2 separate regions of the Mus musculus genome follow, and region 2 is linked to region 1. Evidence: chromatin contacts called from public Hi-C data. All regions are on one chromosome and are shown on one strand. Each heading gives the region's core, a stretch centred on a gene start, on an enhancer-like site or on the middle of the called end of the contact. The rest is flanking DNA. Distances are from core to core; before and after follow the strand shown. Region 1 overlaps Phip (pleckstrin homology domain interacting protein). Region 2 has its middle 16 kb from the start of Gm46123.

Region 1 (5,369 bases), core at 1,438-3,937:
AATCTCACTAGCAGTCAGAGTATGTTACCATGAAGAAGCAAATTAACCATAATAGCTTAAACAAAAACTATAAAACTTTTATGAATACTTTCTAATTCATAATTAGAAATATAATTTCATAAGCATTAAAAAATCTCAATAGACAAAATTAAGAAATTTATAGAAAATCTACTAAATATTCTAAAATATTATCTAGGAGTTTGATTTATAGAATGCCTATGAAAGAATAAAGAATTCATTCATAATCCATCAACACTGAAGGGAACTCTTGAGAAATGCAGAGTACATGGGCCTACTCCAACTCCATATTTTAACTTGACTCCTACGGATTCATGTCTATCCATGTATAGACAAAACTGAGAAACACCCATAGACTTTTAGTAACTTGATAAAAAAAAATTGTTAGTGTTCTTTTTTTAATGGCAACATCAAATGGTTCTAACCTGTAAAACCTGTTCTCCAGTCTTTGTTTAATTGTACTTAGATCCGTTGGATAGGCCACCACAGTGCAATACATGGGATAAGCTTGAAGGTCCACAGGGGCAACAAATGCAGACGCAATATCTAAAATAAATAAGGTTATAAATCTATTTTCTGTATTTTAAGATTCACTGGTACATTAGGATGAAGAAATTACAGATATATTATAAATTTATCAACACACAAAAAAAAATAGAGCAAAACCAAGAATGTAAGTTAAGATCATTGTATTTTTTTAAGCTACTTTAAACCTAAAATATTGATAAAGCTATTTAAGACAGTATTTCTAAGATGACTTTTACAGTTTCCATTTTATCAGACTTTGAGGCTGGGTATACATACAGCTCAGGGGTAGTGTTTGCTTGTATAAAGCCTTCAGTCTGATCCTTGGCACCATAAGAGAAAAAGAAAAAGCCAAAAAACAAAACTTCTGCATACAACATTATGCCCAGGATCTTCAGGTCTTACTCCTATTTTTTTGAATTATCACCCTATGCCATGTTAAGCTGATTCTGGACTGCTAGTCTATACTGTAAATACCATAACGATCTCCAGTTACCTCAAAAGCACAGAGTGCAGACAAGCAAACGTTATTGTCAGTTTACTTGTATTTTCACAAGCCAGGAAAATGAGATCATATTCCAGTTCTTTCCCTTTAAAGACCTATGCATGTGTCACGTGATGAGAAAACAAGGATAGCTATCCAAGTAATTAAATACAACTTTGCACTACCTTCCTCCTTCAGTTCCTATCAAGTCTGTTGAGTGTAAGAAGCTTTAAAAATATGGCAGACTCCTAAACTTTTGCTACAGGAAAGTTCATGTAACTTAGAAGGATTTTCTATTACTTATTTACCTAGTGTCATCAGCTGATTTATTCCTCCAACAATTCTTTCACATTCTTCATCCCTGGGATTGGCTCCCCATTCTCCATCAAGAGGTTTATAAATTAGCGACCTACATTCAACATCAGTTAAAGGAACACTGGTACCCAGTTCTTCTGGAAAGACAGCTGGAATGCAGATAGAGAAACCCATCAATGAACATATGTAGTAAGTAGTGATGAGTTTTCCTTCAGAAATAATTGATGTTTAAAAATTACAATTTTCATAATGGGAAAATGTTTTAAATACAAATAAAACGCATCTCAAAAAGCATATTATTTAAAACTAAATGATTCTTTATACGTAGTAAGTGTACTACACTCCAGTTATACCTGGAAAAGAACATTTGAATTTTTAATCCATCCCATAACTCAACTATCATTCATTTTAATAAAATATACAGTTAAAATGAACTGATGAAAATTTCAATAATATTTTAATCAAATTCCAAATTTTCTAACAGAAACAAAAAAATTATGAATGCCAAGCAAGAGGAAGTTTTAGGTCTTCCATTTCTGAAGTAATGGTTTCATGTCTACATCTTTAACACTGTACATAAAAAAAATTTCAAGTAGTGTTGAGAAAGAGTCTACAAACACACCAGGTTATTTATTTCCTTTAAATTAACTACAACAGAATCCAAACACTGCATGCAATCAAAATAACTATGTGTATATGTATGTGTACTCAAATAAAAAAATTTCATCAGAATCATCAATGGATGTACAAAGAGGCATTAAAATAATTAGTATCATCAGGGCTTTAAAAAGAAAAACTAGCAACAGTACAACAAAGCCAACTTAATTTCTTTATTAGGCAAATTATGAGCTCACAGCAATTGAATTGCACCAAATTTAAACACAAGATTTAAACTCATAAAGGTAGACAAAACAAGAAGCCAGGAGATGTCACGGGTTGATAATGATATTTTCTAATTTTCAGTATTTCTACTTGAGCAATGAAAGGAAAATGTTCACTATTAGTATTAAATGACCAACATCATCAACAGGAATACTGTTTTAATTTAAAAATTTCTTGACTGAGTTCACTTCCTATTTAATATTTATAATTACCATATGTGGCAGCAAGGTAGAAGATCAAGAGCACTTTTTACATTACATATTTATTTATTTTATGTGTATGGGTGTTTTGCCTAAATGTATGTCTGTGTACCAAGTATGTGCCTGGTGCCTAGAGGGATCAGAGGAGAGGGTTGGAGTTCCTAGAGGCAGATTTACAGATGGTTCTGAGTTGCTGTGTGGGAGTTGGGAATCAAAACCAAGTCTTCTGGAAGAGAGCCCAGTGATTCTGACTGCTGAGCCATCTTCTCCAGTTCCCCTTTCTGTTTCTTTCTTTGTTTTGTTTTGTTTTGTCTTGTTTTGAGAAAAGGTTTCACTATGTAGCCCAAACTGGTCAGGAAATTACTATGTAGATGAGTCTGGCCTTAAACTTGAGGCATCTCTCTAGTAATTTTTTACAGTACATAAATTACTCAAAAATCTCACTTATAAATGTCTATTTCTATTATGTTAAAATGATTTTTTCTTGTTTTTTTTTTTTAATCTCTACCTGAGGATATAGGCATATATCATTTAAAAATCTAAGCAACACAGAATGTAAAGGATTCTAATATAAATAATAATTTATAATCTACAATATGCCACTTACAAACCTTTTGGGCATGGATAACTATGTCCTACTTTTAAAAACTTGAAACAAAACCTGATAATCAAGAGAAAACTATAATCACCATGCTTCAACGATATTCACTCTTCCAGAATCAGAAATATGTCCTAACTCACCTTCCCAGGGCTAACTCTCCAACCCCAGTTACCCTAGCCATTGAACATGTAATGGAAGAGGAGTCCTAAGAAAGTGATTCTTGGACTTGGGAACTAGTACATACAAAGTGGCAAGACAAAGCCATACTTCCAGTTAGAAGCTATAGCCCTTAAAGACTATTTGTTAATGTTACAAAAATGATTTAGGACTCTCCCACCCATCAACGGAGAATGAATAATAAAATGACTATCTATTTAGTTATAATATATTAATTTCAATCTCTCTTTTAAGCTATAGGCTCCAGACAGACAAGGACTGTCAAAATGTTCACTGTTGAACCTTCTCTAATTTTATACTCAACAGGTTTACAATTAATACTTTTGTTAAATGTTTTCTATTAGCTGGTCACAATAAACTTAAAGGATATCAAGGGTTTTACTTTGTTGAATCAAGTTCTTAATATGCAACCCTAGGTTATGGTAACTTCTTGCCTTTGCGTCAAAAATGCTAGGATTCAACTCAAGCAATAAATTAGCTTTCTTATTTAAAAAAAAAAAAGTAAATTTTGGGCTGAAGAGATGGCTCAGAGGGCAAAAGTATATCCCACAAGACCTAATGACCCAGTACAACCTTGGGACACAAGAAAGAAGAGAACTAGCTCTTGCAAACTGCCCCACTACGTATATGGCCATACACATATCACACACAAACACAAACACATGCACGGAAAATGTAAAACAAAAGAACCCTAATTCCATAAGGTTTAAGCAACGAGCCTAACAATACTTACCATTATTAGGTATTAATTCCATATCCCAAGGACTCATCTTTTCTGTATCTCCATTGTCCCAACTTTAAGAAAGCAAAAATTTTCCATTAAAAGGTCAGAAAATGACAATACAAAAATATTTATGAAAATCATATTAAACAAATAATTGACTCAGTATTAAAATGAAGTATCTTGACATCTTTACTAATAGACCAGAAAAAAATTTAAACCCTGGTCTAACTGAAAATACAACCAATTATTTTCTTACCATACATTATAACACTGAAACAAACTATCAGGGTACTCAGGTTGAAGAGGCTCTTGACTTTCAATTGTTCCAAACCACCAGGCATCATCTATGACAGATCTGAAGCGGTCACCTGAAAAATAACAGAACCAGCCTGTCTCATCCATCAAATTGGTATGTCCTGTCACATTGGTTAACTGCCTTTCCTAAAATGTATCTCCCTAAGATTCTTACACTGGGTGATTTCACAAGGCAAATGGTAAACCATATATTTAAAAAAAAGTCAGGAAAATTAGCACACATATCTAAAATATAACTTCCATTATTTCTTATACTTGATCATTTTTGCAAATGCAGCATTTAAAAATCATCATTCAGGCTATGTCTACACTTCTCATATTTACTCTGGGTTACTTCTGACTAGACATAGCTATAGTTTATTTTTTTTATTCCCCACAAATAATCATCAAGATTTCAGATTGATCATCTCCATCATCCTTACAGTGTATTACACACTCACTCTTCCTTCCTTTCTAAAGGGCAACAACAGAAGAAAGAGTGAAAACTGTCAAGCTTCGTAGAAAAAGAAAACATGCCTTTTGTCTATTCTTTATCCAACTGCTATGCTTCTATTACTAAACTGCTCATGATAAATAAACACTCTAGTAAGCTCCAAGAGTCACGCCTGTTTGGAATGTCAGTCTTGTCAGTTTCCAGCTGCATATGAAAACTGCAAAGTACCTTTTGCTTTGTGAAGGGTTTTCCTTTCATGTGTCCCTGTACTAACTAAATCTCCTCTTAGCATGGGCAAAAGTCTAAAAGAAGTGGTTGTAACTGAATATATTAGTTGGTTTTCAACTGTCTTTATCTACTTAATAGTGGTATCATCTATATTAGAATAAGTAGTGTCTTATATGAAGGTACTTTTTCATTTTTAACAGATAAGTTAAGATTAATGAATTAGTTTGCCCACTAATCAATCAGTTATCTTCAAGAAAAGTTTTCTCATGTTTAAAAAAAGATTTAGAAATTTATGCAGATATGCGTAAAATAACATAGCTGCATTAAATCAGAAAAACAAGGTAAAGTATCTTTTAAAATAGAATTCTTTAGAATTAGAATTAAAAGAAAATCTTTGTAAAGTATTATTGATTTTGACTGGGTATTGAGCGGGAGCCATATAAACCATCAAGTCTGTCATTGTTCCT
Region 2 (5,281 bases), core at 101-2,600, 480 kb after region 1:
CTTATCAGTAAATAATGACGGAAACAAGGAATTTCAAGTTCTGAAACTAAGTAACTGCCAACCAAGAGTGCTACATCCAGCAACATCATCTAAGATTGCTGCCAAAATAAGGAAAGGTCAAAATAAGCACAAACTAAGATAGTTCACGATCGCCAGGCTAGCATAGCGTTTGAGAAATGATGTATACTCAGTATGAGTTTCAATCATGAAATCATAGGAAAGTAAAATTGTATAACAAAAGTTAGATGAAGAAAGCAAACAAGAAATCCGTTGTGTCCAATGCAATAAGTCATCAAACCCCTGATACATGTTGATATGAATGAGAAAGAAAGTAAAGAATAAGCATAAATCCAATAAGAAAAAAAAATGACAAAGTTACAGGACTGAGTAAATATCTCTCAGTAATAGCATCAAATGTAAATGGCCTCAACTTACTAATAGAAAGGTACAGAGTGACTGGATTTAAAAACTAGATCTCGTTGACTGTTATTTCTAAGAAGCATTACCTATAGGTGGAACAACAATATGAACTAACCAGTACCCCTAGCTCATGTCTCTAGCTGCATATGTATCAGAAGATGGCCTAGCCAGCCACTAGTGGAAAGAGAGGCCCATTGGTCATGCAAACTTTATATGCCTCAGTACAGGGGAACGCCAGGACCAAAAAGTGGGAGTGGGTGGGTAGGGGAATGGGCGGGGGGAGGGTATGGGGGACTTTTAGGATAGCACTGGAAATGTAAATGAGGAAAATACCTAATAAAAAATTTTTAAAAAAAGAAGCATAGTTCACTGGTAAAGAATCTTACACACTGAGAGCAAAGGGGTGGAAAACCATTTATCAAAAATAAAATTGGTTGGGAGGCAGAGGCAGGTGGATTTCTGAGTTCGAGGCCAGCCAGGACTACACAGAGAAACCCTGTCTCAAAAAACCAAAAATAAATAAATAAGTAAACAAATAAATAAATAAATAAAATAAAAATAGAAAAATAAAATTGGAAATGAAAACAATAATGTTACTGTAGATTCCAGTGAAATTCAGAGAATCATTAGGAGCTACTTTAAAAAATTATATCCCACACAACTGAAAATTTTACAAGAAATGGATAACATGATGTATTTGGGGCAGTTTTATGTCAACTTCGATACATCAGATTTATCTAGGAAGAAGAACATCAACTGAGAAAATGTCTCCCCAGGCAGGACTGTGGGGCACTTCCTGATTAATGATTGATATGGGAGGGTCCATCCCATGGGGTGGTACCACTTCTGGGCAGGTAGTACTGAGTCGCATAAGGAAATCTGACAAAGTCACAAGGATCAAGACAGGAAGCAGCCTCCCTCCCTCCACAGCTTCTGCTTCAGTTCCTGCTTTCTGCTTCCTACTTTGAGTTCCTGCCGTGCCATCACATGATGAACTGTGATTTGGAAGTATAAGTCAAATAAGCTCTTTCCTCTCCAAGCTGCTTTCTGACCATGGCCTTTAACACAGCAATAGAAAAGTAACACATCACGGAAACACAAGATCTATCCAAATTAAATCAGGGAGATATATAAACAACCTCAAAAATCCCTATCAATGAAATTGAAGCACTAATAAAAAGCGTGCCAAAGGAGAAAACTCAGGACCTAGAAAACTATCAAACATTTAGAGAATAACTAATATCAGTGCTCCTAAGGGAAAGATCCTTACTCACCTTTCTTATGAAGTCAGCATGATCCTGACTTCAAACCAGGAAAAGGACTCAAGGAAAACAAACAAATTAAAAGTAGAGACCAAGTTCTCTTGGTTCCCCTGTGAACGTATATGCAAGAATTGTTCATAAAGTTCTTACAAACCAAATCTAGGAACACATTTGGAATATCATATACCATAACCAAGTTTATTTCATTCCAGTGATGCAAAGTTGGCTCAATATGTACAAATCAATAAGTGTAATTCAGCACATAAGTGGACATATGTCCAGGAATCGCAAGGATCTCATTCGATGCAGAAAAGGCCCTTGGAAGAGTATAACATCTTTTCATAATAAAAGCCCTGAAGGAGTCTGGAAGAGAAGAAACATATATCAACATAGTGATGCCCTTATATGACAAACCTACAGCCAACATTATACCAGTGGGGGAAAGGAGATTTTAGAAGATTATTTAGAATTGTTGCACTTATATTCATGGTGTGTAGGGCTGTTAGTTTTCTCTTTTTAATGTAGTTTCATCTGGTTTGGGCATTAGAGTACATCTGGCTTCTTTAAAAGAGTTTGAAAGATTTCTATTTTAATTTGTTCAGTAATTCAAAAATAACTGGAACTAATTTTTATTAAAACACTTTATAAAATTCATCAGTAAAGCCATCAGATCCAGAACTTCCATAGGACAAAATTATTGCTTCAAGTTTATTACACACCATTAGTTTGTTTATATTTAAATTCTCTACTTATTTTCTATTAGGTTATATGATTCCAGAAAATTATCTACTCCTAAGACAGATTTTTAATGAAATAGTCATTCATGTACCTTTAAGGTTTTGTATTTCTGTGTTATAAGCTACAATGTGTCTTTTCCAATCTTTTATTTATTTGCAGCAAATAGTTGGGTCTTGTGTTTTGTTTTGGTGTGTGCATGTGCATATGTATACAGTCTATGTCTTTGTTTGGTACATTTAATCCATAATTTACATTCAATATTATTGTTGATAAACACAGCTTTCTCCTTTCTTTAGGTTGATTATATTCTGCTTGTTTTGTATATTTTTTTTCATTTCACCTCTTTTACTATTTCTATGACTTAGCAGTTTTCTGTTGTGCTAAGGTTTAACTCTTTCTTTTGTATATCTGTTCTTCTACTGAGTTTTGTGTGATTAATGTTCTATGATAAGTTATCCTTTCATTTCTAATGTAAGACTCTGTTAAAATATTTTTATAAAATTATATTATTGTTATTATGTATATATATGATATGTATATGTGTGTGTGTGTGTGTGTGTTCAGAGGACAACTTTCAGAATTTGGGTTTCTCCCTCTACTGTGTGCTTCTTGAATGAAACTCATGTCATCAGGTTTGCACAGCATTTCAATATGTCCATGGCAATCAATGTCCTCAGTTTATTTTTATCTGAGAGAGATCATTTCACTTTCAATTTTTATGAGTAATTTTGCTGGGCATAATATGTTTTTCTTTAACCTGCAGAGTAACACTTGTGTGTTAAGGTACACATACATAGAAGACAAAATGTGTGTCAGATCTCTTGAAGATGAAATTACAAGCATTTGAGGGATACCTAACTTGTTACATGGTGCCGGAATCTAAATTATGTCCATCATGTTGTATGTAGAAAGTATCCTTAATCAATGAGGAATCTTGTCAGCCCCTATACATATTTGTTTGTTTATTTGTTTGTTTGTTGGTTTGTGTGGTTTTTGTTGTTTTTGCTTTTGTTTTTGTTTCTACATCAAGATTTGCTGTATGCCTAATAAGCTTTCTCTTGACAATGCTCTTGAAACTTCCTGTTTTTAGGGGCTTCTGTTTAAACTTTTGACATTTTAACTATAATATGACTTGCTGAAGGATTATTTGGGTCTAATTGGAGGCTTTTGAGGCTTTAATTCACCTCCCCACATCTCTGAAGATATCAACACTGTCAGATTATCATTATTTATTATGAATTTTCATAGTATAAACAATTGTCTGATGAGTTATATTTTAAAGTTTTTATAAAATTTATTCTCGTTTCTGATAGAATTCTATTTTTATTTTTCCTTGTCATTTTTGCCTTACTGAATCTATTCAACTAGTTGTATTTCTTTAAGAAGAAAAATATAACAGAAAACTTCCATAACAACTAAGGTTCATAAATTCTTTCTTCTTGTTTTTCTAGTTTTAGTAGAAGTTTTCTATTGTATTTTTCATCTTAAAGGTTTTATTATTATTTTATTAATTTATGTGTATTTGTGGTTTTGCCTGCCTATGCATCTGTTCACTGTGTGCATGCAGTACCTGAAGAGACCAGAAGAGGGCACAAGAGTTTCCTGGAACTGGAGTTATAAATAGTTATGAGCCACCACATGGATGCTGGGAATTGAAGTTGGACTTTCTTGAAGAATAGCAAGTATGGTTAAACAATAAAACATCTCTCCAGCTCCCTATTATGTTTTTATTTCATTGACTGAAGTATTTTCGTTCCATGACATCACTTTCTTTCTTTCTTCCTTCCTTCCTTTCTTTCTTTCTTTCTTTCTTTCTTTCTTTCTTTCTTTCTTCCTTCCTTCCTTCCTTCCTTCCTTCCTTCCTTTCTTTGTGGTTTCTCTTTGGTGAATTTTTCCATTATTTTTATATCCTTTTGTTATCTTTCTACATCCTCTTGCATCTCACTTCATTTACTTTCAGCCACTGTTATAAAATTATTGTTTTCAGGCATTTTATAGGCTACCTTCAATTTCCTATTTTTGAAGCATTAGTGTACTCCTGAGATATGTTTTAAAGTGTCATAGGGTTGATCCCTGATGCCACTGGTTCTTTTAGTGATAACTACTACATCATGGTGGTGTGGTGTGGAAAGGGCTGTCCTCAGATCCCTTAGAGCAAGTGCAGTTGGTGCCCAGGGTTTGAGCACCAGCAACCACAGTTCTGGCAGCACAGGATATAAAGAAACCTTCTCCAGGACTTTCAGGATGAATGTGGGAGATGCTGGAATATTTGACATCATCAGACAGTTCTTGCATCATACATGATAAGCGCTGTCCTCAGATCCTGCCAGAGGAGCACACCTGGTTCTGCAGTTTGTGGCACTGTTAATATTGAATTTAGTATGTTTAGACACAAAGTATATCTTCTATCATTTCCATGGGGACGTTGACATTGGTTTCAGAGGTTATAGAGTAGCTAACCTCTTCCCCTGAGTTAGGGAATCCAGATGATTCCTTCTCCTTGTTTCAGGGAACAAATAGAAGTGGCTCTAGGATGTTGGGCACCAACAGCTGTGATCTCAAGTTCATGATTTTCTGAGATGTTCTCTAGGTCATGCATAGCATCTATTGGTAGATGACATTTTGGCTAATAGAAATAGTATCTATACTTCTTTTGATATAGGATATTGTGAAGCTTTTAGTTTTAGTAGATGTGGTCATGAAACTGCAGAGCATGGGTAAGAATGTCCCATATGTCAGGATGTAGAACGATCTGGCAATGGTGAGTCTTGTGGCATTGGTAGTCACTATCCTGGGCATGAATGATATGGACAGGCTCTTTCCCTAGTTCCAGGGAGAAGGTGGAGTGGTATCAAGACTTT

Evidence for each region. A called contact is a pair of places that touch in the nucleus more often than the background predicts.
Region 2: a contact with region 1 is called in a Hi-C map of bone marrow-derived macrophages, with 17 read pairs. The contact joins two enhancer-like sites. A contact is called at or near these places in 1 of 15 datasets of contacts at CTCF or cohesin (large pre-B cells), 10 of 484 Hi-C or Micro-C datasets (B cells, bone marrow-derived macrophages, brown adipocytes and 7 more) and 1 of 9 other capture datasets (pancreatic islet).

The regions. Positions count from the first base shown.
Region 1 is chr9:82,886,179-82,891,547 of GRCm38.p6, forward strand. It overlaps Phip (pleckstrin homology domain interacting protein), which reads right to left. Exons shown (of 40, transcript NM_001081216.1): 28 at 4,183-4,294; 29 at 3,936-3,997; 30 at 1,336-1,491; 31 at 444-564. Among named protein-coding and RNA genes, the nearest start is that of Gm38553, 36 kb to the left of the region's middle. Within about 2 kb of position 2,688, at least 4 of the 459 cell types and tissues checked have an H3K27ac peak or open chromatin away from gene starts, as enhancers often do. A contact at or near this core is called in bone marrow-derived macrophages, where this site is marked.
Region 2 is chr9:83,364,426-83,369,706 of GRCm38.p6, forward strand. No RefSeq gene overlaps it. Among named protein-coding and RNA genes, the nearest start is that of Gm46123, 16 kb to the left of the region's middle. Within about 2 kb of position 1,351, at least 1 of the 459 cell types and tissues checked has an H3K27ac peak or open chromatin away from gene starts, as enhancers often do. A contact at or near this core is called in bone marrow-derived macrophages, where this site is marked.